2 separate regions of the Zea mays genome follow, and region 1 is linked to region 2. The links are chromatin contacts, called in public Hi-C maps. All regions are on one chromosome and are shown on one strand. The core of a region is the stretch at or near the end of the contact, and the rest is flanking DNA. Distances in the headings are between cores, read along the strand shown. Region 1 holds the start of LOC100272770 (Nucleotide/sugar transporter family protein). Region 2 holds the start of LOC100275070 (Adenine phosphoribosyltransferase 2).

Region 1 (6,448 bases), core at 1,590-4,089, 180 kb after region 2:
ACAAAACACATTTCAGGTGCCAGCAGAAAAGTTACGAAGCTATCCTTTGTCCGGAACCCCGCACAATAGGAGAACGAAACTGGAACTGGCGAATGTGATCGACGAAGAGAAGAAGCTTCGGCCACATAACTTCGACATAAGAAGCAGATGAAGAAGGAAAGACTCCAAAAGCCCTTCCAGCATGATGAACATATAGATTATGTAAATATGGCTTATGGGCATGATTGTAATTTCATACGAAGATGTACCTTACCACTATAAATAGAGAAACAATACCATTCATTGAGGGTGGGCAAGACGTAGTTCCCTAAAATTGTTCCACACACGAAAATGTTTTTTGTGATCTTTGAACTCTTGATTTAGAAAGTCGAAGGTACCTTTGTAATCCCCCTCAAATAATAAAAAAGGGAGAAGTGAAGTTAGGCTACTTGAGTATTTTGCTATATTATGTTGTTCTATTCAATTAAAAGTTTTTTTTGTCAGTTTTAAGACTGCATATCATATAGAAAGAAATGAAACACCAACTCTCAATAAAAAATTTTATTACATGGTTTTATAGATATTTAATTTATGACTCATAAAGAGTTGGTAATACGCCCAAAGAGTTTTGTCTTCACGAAACTCACTTCTTACCTCTTTTCTTGTGTTGTTATTTCATGAAATATTTATCTGGTAGATTATTAAATATAAATAAAACTATGACAGAACTCATTGAAACTAACCTTACACCCTATTTAAATATAAATATTAGAGCACATAATTGGGAATTGGAATCAGTTTTCTAAATTCTGTTGTTTGATTGCACGTGGAATTGAGATTTGGAATCAGAGACTCAATTCCTTGTAATTGGACTATAACTAGAAACTCACTCTCCCAATACAAAAGCCTCACCTCTCGTTATTGCGTGGAATTAGACTGCACAATAACAGAAATACAAAAGTTGCTAATTATCAAAACACTTGTCATCTACTAACTTACCTAATATCTTAGACGCTTGCAACCTATTTTATTTTTTCAGTAAGATTATTAAACTTGTGGCCTAAATCTTATTGGAACTACAACAATATAATTACAAAATCATAGGATCATATTTATTAGAACCATAAAATCATCTTAGAATCAAGGTAATCAAGTAAGAATCATTAGACGACACAATCAAGCTTTTAACAACTACTCTATCTATTTTAAAATAAATAACTTTATGAGGTTTCGTATTTGTCTAAAAAAAATAATATTCTACAAAAAACATAAGACATTAACTCCTAGCGAAGGGGTGATCACGGGTGCATGCAAAGATGCGGATACTAAGAATTTATAGAAAGCATTTTTTATTATGAGATGGAGAGAGAATGATTTTAAGTAACAAGTAAATTTCTTATACGTCCACGTGAAACCTCGATGTTGCTTCAAGATTTTAGAGTGCTTAATTTAGGCAATAGATAACTGTTGCGTGGCAAATCTTAATATCGCTTCAATATGTTAGAGTGCTCATTTTAAGTGCTTTAAGATTTTGCTTTAAATCCCAGTAAAGGTTTGTGTGGCAAAAAAATAAATCTTATTATCCCAATAAATTTCTTGAGCGGCAAAACTAGCATTTTTTTAGTGTTTCTTTTAAGCGGCTGTAGATAATCAGGGATGGCGGGTACGCGTAACGGCAGACACGATGTATGTGCAATCTCAGTATCCGATTACGCATCCTAATAATAAGGCGAATAAAAACAGCACATGGCATCTCCAATTACTTCCCAAAGATGAGTGACGCGAAGAATCATATCGCTAATCTAGATCCCTGCAGCCCTGGGCTGGGCAGATCGGATCACTAACACCAGAATCGCCCTTCCTTTTTAGCGCATGCCATCGGATGAACGACACACAGCGCCACCGTATCCCGGCTAGAGATAGCAACGGGTACAAAATCGCCAGGTTTTGCTATCCCAAACCCGTACCCGTGAAAAATATTTATACCCATTAAAAAACCCCTAAACTCGTACCTATCAGGTTTGCGGTTACCCACGGGTTACCCGCAGGTTTTTTATCTCCAATATGCTTATTCTTTTTATAATCAATAAGTATCGTAATGATTAATGAGATTATGGTCCAAAGTTTATATAACGAACAACGAGTTCATGATTTGGTATAAATAATATTAGTAGAGAGAATTAAATACAAATAATACGTTGTATAATCAAGTTACCTTGCACTAAGTTATACATCCACCACATATATAACGCTAGTAATAACTATAATAACAAGCAAGCAACACTATCACCAACTACTTATACATTCACTATTTGATAAAAATTAGGAAGTAAATAGGTAGATAACAAGTATGTTGTTTATTTATAAAATAAAATGACAATATGCACTAGGTTTGGTCGGGTTTAAAAAATCCATGGGTTCACGAGTTTGGGTACTATAGGAACAAACCCGTACCCATGAACCCGTCGGGTATACATTTATGCTCATTAACAAACTCATGGATATGAAAATTGACCCAAACCTGTACTCTAATAAAGTAAAAACCCATCGGGTTTCGGGTACCCATTGCCATCTCTAATTCCGGCTGGTGGATCGCTGGATGTCATCCCTTCGCCGAGGATTACTAGCTTCTTATCAGGGCCCTGCCTCGTGAGTGTCCGGGTGTATTGACATCGCACACTTTACCCGGGTCCCTGTAGCTGTGACCCCGACGCGATCGCGATGTGACCAACGGTCGTCCAACGCCTGGATGCAACGCAATTCGCAACGTGACGGACTGACGCGCGAGGCAGGCCAGCCAGACACCGAGCAGCAACTTGCCCCAAACCGCACCCGTCCGTCCGCTTCCAATAAAAGGCGGCTGCCGGCGCGGTCGGGCAGAAGCTTCCGCATCCGCTCCCATTCCGGCGTCCGGAGTCGCTGACCGCCAAGTCAGTCAGTCGCCGAGGCGAGGACGACGAGGCAGACAACGCACCCCCGCACCTGTTGTTACCAGCGCGGCGCACGAGTCCAGTCGCGTGCAGGCGCGCTGCATAGGGCCAGAGCCAAGTAAGTGGGTGGGGACAGAAATATCCTCCTGCTCCTCGGCCTCGGCGTGCTCGCGGGCGGAGCAGGAGGGGCTAGGAGGAGGCGGATCGGGGAGCGGAGATCCTAGCCGGAGGGATGGCGAAGGGCGGCGTGGAGAGGGGCGCGCTGCTGCCGGTCTCAGCGGACGACGGCAAGGGAAACGGCGGAGGGGCAGGCGGCGACGATGCCGTGCTGTTCAAGGGGTCCGCCATGACCCGCCGCGGCGGCACCGCCGCGCTCTCTTACATGGCATGCTCCGGTACGCGCGGCTTTATTTGCTTGTTTCTGTCGCGTAGACTGCTCGCGGTGCGGCCGTGCTGCTGGTGCACTGTGCTTCGTTCGTCGCGTTCAGGGAATTTGGGGACGGGAGAACACCTGCATCACGTGTTTGACTCGTTGCCTGTGCTAGTCGCCACGTTTTCTGTTGGATTCAGCTTAGTACGTGATTTTGGAGCTCGTGCCGGATGGTTGACTTGTGCTTTGGCCTTTCGGCTTTTGGCAGCGCGACCGAGCTTTTTGGAAGAGTGAGAGACCGTTTTCCTAGTTCTGTTGCTATGAATTATACGCAAAGTGGACAGTATATACGGCATACATACATGTTTACGAAATTCTATAAGTAAGGAATGGGCTATTTCATACAAATAATTGAGCCTGCAGGCTGCAGCCATGATGAATATGTTATTTACTGTCGTAATGTTAGCTGAATTTTGGTGGTAACAAATGGAGCTACCATGCTACCTTATCTGCCTTTGGAGTGGGTCTATGCTTATTGCTCGGGCACACTTGTGACTTGTGGAAGAACATAATCACAGAACCCTGTCGGAATACATTTCAGAATGAATAGGTCAATGGAGTAAGCTTTCTAGCTGCTACCTGTATGAAATTAGATCAAACAGAGGACCTGTCATGAAGAGTGATGGTCCCCTGTTATCTCATGTACTATATTGCTTGATGCTGACGATAGGATGTAAATTACTTCAACCCCATATTTGGATGATGGTTCAACTGGATAAGAATAACCATTTCATAGAATAGATACATCATTGTCTTCATCTAACTATCTATCTATCTAGCCTTTTGAACTGAAACCTGCTCATTTGTTGCATGACGAAATTGGAACAAAGGAAGGTGGTCCCACTGAGGAAAAACACGAGAGAAAAATCAACAAACCATTTTCACTTTTAGGGTGGGGGGATTAGTGTGGAAGATTTGAGTCATTGTTAAGTGGTGAATGAGGTTTTGATTGCACAATTAAACTCGTCTTTCATTTATATGTGCTGCTTACTGGAAGGTTGGAGAACTGTGAACGGGTTACTGTAGTTGGGCTGATTATGTTGGAGTTACTAATGATACCCCCTTTTGCATTCATGACTGAAATTGCGCTGGAAGTCACTTTTGCATTGCATTCAAAATCATTCATCTAATCCGATCTCTATGCTGCGAGTTTGGACATTGCGATCTGCTTATAATACCAGTTGAAGGAGTTCTGCACAATGCATGGTAGTCAGTTTTACTTGATTCATTTCATCTTAATTTTGGTTTATCTACATTGCTTCTTTCAAATATTTAGATAGATCGCGTATTTGCACCAAACATCTGGTTGAGCAAGAAAAACGAAAAAAAGGGTCTCTTAATCATTGTTTTGTTTGTTCTGTATTCTCCTTAACATGTGCAGTATGCCAATGCAATATTTAGTTATGTGGACTCCACATATTGTACTTGTGTGCCTCAAATTATCTTACACACTGTTAATCTGCTACAAGTTCATACCCATACATTCATTTGAGTTGCTTGATGATTCACTCTGTGATGCCATTTTCTTTAGCTCTAGAAGCATGGTAACCAAAGAACCAATGTCCACAGAAAGATGATGTGTTATTGCTTCGTTTCCATTTTCAGAACCCATTTGCTGTACTAATTTTGGTACTTCTCAATTTGCAGTGTTGCTAGTGATGTTTAACAAAGCAGCTCTCTCTTCGTATAATTTCCCTTGTGCGAATGTCATCACACTCCTTCAGGTACTGGATGTGTTCTGGGAAAATCTATGGCGTGCATGCTTCATGCACTTTTCTGGATGGAGTATCTGAAAGTTTCATGTCTGTGTTCCATGATTTTTTAATCGATTTGTTATTGAAAATATTTATTTTTCCCCATGCTATAGTTCCAAATATCAACAAATACTGCCTTTAATTTTATTTCATGAATGTTCCAAGTCTTGCTTGAAGTGCTGCAAATATTTTCACTTTGCTCATCCTTGGGAAATAGTGGATCCCAAATCTTCTGGTTGCTGTTGGCTAAACTTCTAGTGTACATTTGTATTCTATCATTTGTGTTTTTTCTCCCTTCTTTGTTAACACTTAACAAACATGTGCAGATGGTGTGCTCAACGTGCCTTCTTTATGTTCTGAGACGATTAAAGATCATCTCCTTCACTAATAGTGATCCATCAGTGCCTTCTGATTCACTATTCTTTGTGCCGTTTAGGTTATTACTACGCACCACACCTCTTTCCTTGGCTTATTTACTCTACATGGTATGCTGATCCCCTTACATACAGTATTAGTGTGTTTAATAATTAGGCTCATGCATTTCTGTTCATGTTGAATTCTGATTGGTGTTTACTGTTCTTTTTTGGTAAAAAGCTAGCTTCAATGGAATCGGTCCGTGGAGTTAATGTTCCTATGTATACAACTCTACGGCGCACGACAGTTGTGTTTACAATGACAATGGAGTATTTCCTGGCAAAGCAGAAGCACACCCCACCTATAATAGGCAGGTAAATATATGGATATTTGTTCTTTTTCTGTATCTCAAGAATGAATAGTTTGCGGTAGTTAGCTAGCGTAAGTTTCATTTCATTCAATGCATTTCTGCCCTAGACAGTGTCAAACAAAAGTATTTGAGCACATTATCCGTTTTGTATAAGCCTTTGATTATATGATTATATTTGTTTCATCCAGTAGTAATAGGTTTGTGTGCCTACTGCTGTACCTGTACCCTTCTTTTGCATACAACATTTGTTATGCTGAACGTTTTCAGAACTTGGTAGTGTTCTGAATCTATATTGTTCCACTATCTGGTTGTTAACTAAGGTTTTATCAGTGTGGCTTTGATTGTATTCGGAGCATTCGTTGCTGGAGCTCGAGACTTGTCATTTGATGCTCGTGGGTATGCTATTGTCTTTGTGGCCAACATTACGACAGCCATTTACCTTGCTACTATCAACCGTATAGGTAAAGCAGTTCCTTTTTCCAACATATAGTGTTCTTTCATCGTACAAAATCTTTCTGATCAGATGTTCTTTTTCTTCCATAGGAAAATCTAGTGGCCTCAATAGCTTTGGCCTGATGTGGTGCAATGGTATCATTTTGATTGCCCTTTTTTCTTCTTGAACACTATTTTG
Region 2 (7,028 bases), core at 654-3,153:
TTTTTCATGTTTTGTATCATTTGTTTTTGTGAGATTGTATCGCATACTTTGATGTTGCTAGAGAGTAAAGAAATATATATTTATCATGCAGGCACACTAACATGGGTTACTTTGAACTATGGGGGTGTAGTCTTTTAGACAATGGATTGTTGCAATAGATTTCCATGCTGCCTTTTTAGATGCCGTTACTATAGGGATGTACTACACTTTTCAATGTGTTGTCCGATCATCAAAGAACCCTAAAACGGGATTCTAGAAACAGAGAAAACGGGAATATCCCGGTAAAAGAACGGATTTCAGAAGTACGTATGAAAAAACACTGAACCGTTTCGTTCCCGTTCCCGTAATATATCATCCCGTTTGTCTCCGGTTTCCATTTTTTCTCATAAATATAAAAATAGTCCGGATAAAAACGGAATACGGTACTGAACAAAATGGTATTTTTTCTGCAACTCATGTAGGCAGCGGCCAGCGGCAGCAGGTAGGCTGATCTCCCACTCCACCCGGCCCTGCCGCTGCGAGTTCCGACGGGGCGCGGTGGCGGGGTACTACCCACAAGCGAAATCCGGTGCGGTCCGGTAGCTACTGGCTAGGCCAGCCCAAGTGGAGGTGCGTGGAGCAGCGGCAGCGCCTACTGCATGGCTCTTGACGACTAAGTATGTCTTCAATCATCTCCTCTAAATTTCTCTCCCTATACCTCACTTTCCCGCCACGTCAGCTATCTCTCTTCCCCTATATCTCCACCCTGTACAGCGGTTCCCCCTAAATCATTCCCCTATACCCCACTATAATCATAAAATATCATTTTTCATACATATTCACCATCTATTATCATTTTTCCCAACTAAAAAACACTGCCGCACACGTAAACCGAGGGCAGAGGGCTCACTGTCGCACCCCCACATCTGTTTGTTTCCTGTAGCCTCCACTTAAATTGTAGCGTGTAGAGGAGTTCAAAGGGGGCACCGTCGTAGGGATTTGAACCCCCTAAGGGCATGTTCGTTTACAAGGGATTGAATCCCCAAGTGGATCTAATTCATGGAGGGATTAAGTGGATCCCTCCCTTTCACTTAATCCTCTTGGGGGTTTAATCCCTCTATGTTTAATCCCTGCCTCAAAAAGTTTATTCGGTTAATGTCGCACCTATACACCGTCGTTGCCGCCTACTCTTTACGACTTATGTCGCGCGGGTGCCGTTCCACCCCTAAGAGACCGGGCGCTGTTCTAGACCAGGGGCAATAAAAAAATCATGAACTCGACCGGGCACAGTTCTAGGACGGGGGACAAAAGGGACTTAACCGAGCGCCTTTCTTTTTTGGACCAGGATTGTTTCCAGGAGGTGGTATTCCATGGGATTAGGCCGTGATCCCGGCCGAGGAGGGCCTAAGCTAATAGGCCCTAAACGGCTAAGGGGTAGGGGAGGGGGAGAGGGAGGTCGATGGGAACCGTTGAAAGCAGTCTAACGCACCCCGTTTTCTTTCCCTTTCCTCTCTGAAAACGGCTAGGCGCTGCCCGTCAAAATACTGGGTCTAGTCTAGGGCGCGAAGCTTTTCACCAAAAGAGGAAGAGGAATACCCACCATCACTCACTCACATTGTCACGTACTGTGTCTACGACTGTGCAAGTATAGTGTCACACATTGAGACACACTGAGAGAGAGAGATGGTGTGCCTATGCACGTATAGTGTCTTACTAGTAGGCTCTATATATGCGTGGTGTGGGCTGCCGTGCCGTACCATCACTGCTCTCCTGCCCTCCTCTTTATAAACAGCGCGCAACGAGGGAGCCCCGGCACTTGCTTCAATACTAGCTCGCTCACCACTCACCAGTCACCAGTCTAGCAAGCAACAACAAAGGCGTAGGAGGAAGCTTGTTTTGGACCGAGCAAGCGAGCCAGCCGAGCGTGGGAGAGAGAGAAAGAGGAATTAATTGATGGGCGAGGAGGCCAGCTGCGACGCCGTCAGCCTGACGGAGGCCGGCACCAACGCCAAGCCGGTGGGCAAGGAGGTCGGCCGCGAGCCGGCTGCAGCCCCCGCCGCCGCGGCCGACCCCCGGCTGCAGGGCATTTCCGACGCCATCCGCGTCGTGCCGCACTTCCCCAAGCAAGGTGCGTGCATGCCCTTGCCCTTGGCCTCCTCGTGTTCATTCTTTCATTCCTCTCCAATCTCCATCCACGCGCTGCTCTCCGATTGATCACGCCGCCGCTTGCCAGTAACGCTGACCGTTCTTTTTTTTTTCTGCTTCGCGCGCTCTTGTGTATGTGTGTGTGTGCATGCATCATGCGTGCGCCGTTGGGGGGCTTGCGGTCAGGCATCATGTTCAACGACATCACCACGCTGCTGCTGCGCCCCAGGGTGTTCAAGGACGCCGTCGACCTGTTCGTCGAGCGGTACCGCGGGATGGGCATCGACGCCGTCGCCGGTAAGCAGCAGAACCCGACGGACACCTCCCCTAGTATCGTCCCGCCCACCTCTCTCTGCCGAGTGCCGACTGCCGAGTGCCGAGTAGGCAGCCTTGCGGTGACTGGAGCGGCACGTCGCTGTCGTCCCGGCCGTGCGCGTGCAGCCGCGGGGGGAGCTGACTAGCTGAGCTGTGGGCAGAGTTCTGAGATTCCGTAAAATCTCTGAGATCACCCTGGTCCTTTTGCTCCCCCGGGCTTTTGTCGTCGCGCGCGCCCGCACCTGCCCCGGGTCCGTTGGCACATGACTGACCTGGGCCGACGCGACTTTCCAGGCTTTTCCGCCTCGTCCGGTACGTGGCCCCCCTTGGGACCGCGTGATCGGACGGTTGCGTGCGGCCGGCGCACGGGATCGGGCGGTCCGGGGACGCCGGCGGTACACACCCGTCGTCGGTTTCCGCGGGTGGCGCGCCCTGATGTCACGCGGCTCCGCTGTCGCTGTCGCTGTAACTGTTTCCGAGATTTTGCTCTGCGGCTCGCTGGATCCTCTGTCCGCTTCCGTTCCGCGGGCCGTGTTCCCGAATTTCCATTTTTTTTATTTTTCTTTACAAGCGGGACGTACAAATCGAGCGATTTGCGCTGGCTCTGATAAATTGTTGGGTTCACTTGGACATTCCTGTCCAGGGATTGAGGCCAGGGGCTTCGTGTTCGGCCCGGCGATCGCGCTGGCTATTGGCGCTAAGTTCATACCTCTGCGCAAGCCAAGGAAGCTCCCAGGTGAGAGATTCCATGACCATGCATGTTCTGTTTTTCTTCTTCTTCTTAACCCATCTCCACACTCTGCACTGTACCCAGCTGTTGCTTTTGTCGATCTAGTGCCCAGCCTGTGGCGACACCCTGATCAAGTATATGTTTAGCGAGGAGGGTTCTTGCTTAGCCCATAATCTCTGACACCGCCAGAGTTGTTTGTCTGGCCTGCATGCAGTTGCAGTCCCGTGAATGGGATATTAAAAGAAAAATGCAACAGACGGTTTATACGAGACCGATCATTCATTCATTCCCCACTTCTGTCCACAATGTTGTAGAATCATGTGCTGACACCGGCTCTCGGAAACAATTATTATTATTATTATTGGAAGGTGAGGTGATCTCCGAGAAGTACGTTCTCGAGTACGGGACTGATTGCCTGGAGATGCGTGTCGGGGCCATCGAGCGATCCGGCGAGCGGGTGCTGGTCATCGACGACCTGGTTGCGACCGGAGGGACACTCTGTGCTGCGATCAGGCTTCTAGGTACGTGAGCGGCTCGGTTTCAACTCTACTACTACTATGCATTCAAATTCAAACGAAGTAGTATCCAGTACTGCTGCTTGCGTTGGAACTGCATGTGCCAGCACATAGTAGCATTTTTTTCCCCCCTTCTCAGTTAAACGTAGTAGTTAGTTGGCCTGAGAAATGTGGACAATGATACTACTGTAAAGTAATAGTGAGTATTAGCCCTTTTTTATGTTTGAGCTAATTACTACTACAAATTGCTTTCCAGAACGTGCTGGAGCCGATGTGGTCGAGTGCGCGTGTGTCATTGGGCTCCCGAAATTCAAGGTACCGCGTTGCTGGATTCACAACTAATCTGAACTACTGATATGCAAAACCAGCTGTTTATTATTAAAATCTAGCTGACATACTGCCATATACTACTGTACTAGCCTGTATTACGTATTATGATAACGTTAGGTTCCATATGCTGTACTAGCCTGTACTAGACATGCTCGGATGAGATTGTAAAATCTGGGTTTCAGATATAAAAAACAATCTATATATGTTGTTTCGTGGATTCTGTGTCTGTGTCTTAGAATCCTCTAGAATCATGGGGTCTTAAAATCTATGTGGATCCGAAGGCTATTATATTACTATATATATCATGTAGCCCATGATTTGATTATGAACAACGGCGAGGAACAGCTTGCTTTGTTATATAGAGTACTAACAACATGAACATGTCTGCTCTCTTGCCGATACATAAGATCACTCATCAATATATCTGTACCAGCTGGGCATCCGTAGACATGATGACTATACATGAGATTCCGGTCGGCGTCGTTTGTTATTGCCTAAATAATTAAAACTATAGAAGGTACACCACTACGTACATGTGCCAGTCTGCTTATTTTGGTCATCATATATACTATTACTTTGTTTTAATTTAGCACGGGTCTGCTGTGTTGTACCATGGTCTCAGGAGTGACAAGATACTGTGTAGTATAGGTCCCAGGATAAACAAAGCTGAGACAGACGTAGTCCTCCTAGTTTTGCTTCTTGTGTCCGTTTCAGTAACCGGCCGGTCGCAGCAGCAAAGAAGCATTCGTTTTCACTTTTATCCAAATTTCAAACTGGTTGATTTGGGAAAAAATGATTTAAATTACGTAACTTCCCTGCAGGATTTGTACAAGTTGAATGGAAAACCTGTATACGTGCTGGTTGAGTCTCGTGAATAATCGGAGAAATGACAACTTATTCTCAGGTGTCAGAGTGATCAGGGATATTGGCTGTTTACTCCTTGCTACTGCGATTGAACAGTGGAGGGACGACATGGACAAGGACAAGTATATTCGGTGCATCACTAAGTCTTGGTGAGGGGAGAGATTGTAGTGTTTTAGGCTGAGTAGTGAAGAGCCTGTAGTTCTGCACGGAACATGATGGTTATTAGTTGATGCAACAGCGTTGCTGTTCTATTATTGTTTGTTGAATTTTGTGGCTTTGGTTTGAAGCCTAGCCTGGGCTCAAACAGGGATATGCATGGCGCTTGAGTGAACAACTTCGACAGCAACACACACATGCTTAATGTCAGGGAAGTAGCTAGGAACCTGCTACTTGTTACCCGTACGTAGTGTCATGGAACTCATAAGGTTTAGTGGCAAAATTCATAAAAATGACACGGGAAACGAACACAGCACGCGTAGCAGGGGAAAAAAATGCGTAGATAGATATACTTCGTACTAGTAAAACTATCACACAGCTCGTATTTTGAGCCTCGGTATCCACTAAATATTGGGGGCGTAGTATTCGCGTGAGCAGTGAATAAATGCGTAGCGGGAGGAATGGTGTGGTGCATGTGAGCATGTCACCTCGCTCGCAGGCTCGCATCCTCCATGCATGCGGCACTGGCGTAAGCACCAGCGAACCTCGTTCAGGATCCCCAGGCGTCCAGGCGATGTGTTGTCGCATCGACCCGTAGGTGCCGCAGGCCTACGTACACCCTAGCCCGTGCGGCCGTGCCCCTGCAGGCTACTGTAGCGCGGGGAGCACTGCAGACTGCACTCGGGCCTCGGGGACAAGGGGGGCAAAGGCCAGTGTACGTGTAGTGTACGTGTAGCCTACGCACGGCACACATCGCGAGGTTGCCGGCTCGGCAGACGCCGGGGGGTGGCGTGCCCCCGCTGCCAGCAATATGCCTTTCCGGCGCCAAATCGGATGATGGGTGGCAGGGTGGCACAGATGCACAGGGCCGCGCCCATCGCTCGCGGTCGCGGTATCTCCCGCCACCGCCCACATCGGCCAGAATGCCGCCGCCCTACGTATCCTACCAGCTCGAGCTACGTGTTGATCGTTGGGGACCGTCACCTCACCGTAATTCAGCCCAATCGACCAGGGGTGATGCGAGAGCCTGTTTGGTTTAGCGGCCGTATAAATACGGTGTGTATTCACGTTAGTGTATTTAGACTGACTTCAACGGTTTCCTCTAAATTTCTCCTCTTATATTGCACTCACGTGCCACGTCGGCGTTCTCTCTCCCCCTATATCTCCACGCTCTACAGCGATTTCCCCTATATCAAACCACTATATCCCACCACACCAATATTATATACTTTCATCATCAACTAACTCAACTATCATCCAATATTAATTTTTTTATTTGTTCTATGAACAGTACACAACCGTAACTTGGTCCACAATTAATTAGCAAACTTCATAATTAGTATTAATACGTTGGAATTTTATGTATTTTAAAAATTAGAGATTCACATTCTTCTAGTACACGACACGAGTGGCTTGCACCACACGACTGGCTTCTACGGCAAGCCACGACCTCCTGCCTTCCTTGACACACTGAAGGCATCTATAAATAAGGTCCCCCTGCGGGCATGCTCCACTCATCTAGACACTCATCTCTTCTGTACCATCCGCCATTCCATCAAAAGTACGTAGTACGTACTCTTAGTTCAGCTTGTCATGGACTCATTCAAAAGCCTAGTGTTGTCTTCGTCATCCAATGATTCTGACGATGAGATCGATAACTTCTTGGTTTGTCAACATGTTGACCACCTTGGAGTAGGAGCCACGAGCACGCGGCGTAGGCGCTCTTCATTGCCTCGCCGAGTTATCCAAAGGGACCACGCTGCTGGAGAAAATCTCATCAAGCACCACTACTTTGGACCTAATCCAGTGTATCCACCACATGTTTTTCGTCGAAGGTACATTTCCTAAGTAATACTTTTATTTTGATTTCGAGGTTCGTTTTCTTATTTTTTGCTTTGTTTTGGGTTTTAGGTTTCGGATGCATCGTCCTTTGTTCCTACGTATCCTTCGTGCCGTTCAGCAAGAAGACGATTATTTCACTATTCGATGTGATG

Evidence for each region. A called contact is a pair of places that touch in the nucleus more often than the background predicts.
Region 1: a contact with region 2 is called in a Hi-C map of ear, with 4 times the contacts expected there. The contact joins the promoter of LOC100272770 here to the promoter of LOC100275070 in region 2. A contact is called at or near these places in 3 of 25 Hi-C or Micro-C datasets (ear, endosperm and tassel).

Annotation. Positions count from the first base shown.
Region 1 is chr4:143,265,725-143,272,172 of Zm-B73-REFERENCE-NAM-5.0, forward strand. It overlaps LOC100272770 (Nucleotide/sugar transporter family protein), which reads left to right and starts at 2,840. Exons shown (of 10, transcript NM_001308272.1): 1 at 2,840-3,304; 2 at 4,987-5,063; 3 at 5,420-5,578; 4 at 5,692-5,821; 5 at 6,148-6,278; 6 at 6,361-6,405. The coding sequence starts at 5,697.
Region 2 is chr4:143,087,742-143,094,769 of Zm-B73-REFERENCE-NAM-5.0, forward strand. It overlaps LOC100275070 (Adenine phosphoribosyltransferase 2), which reads left to right and starts at 1,904. Exons shown (of 6, transcript NM_001317853.1): 1 at 1,904-2,107; 2 at 2,311-2,421; 3 at 3,083-3,175; 4 at 3,538-3,690; 5 at 3,941-3,999; 6 at 4,919-5,140. The coding sequence starts at 1,933. The coding sequence ends at 4,930.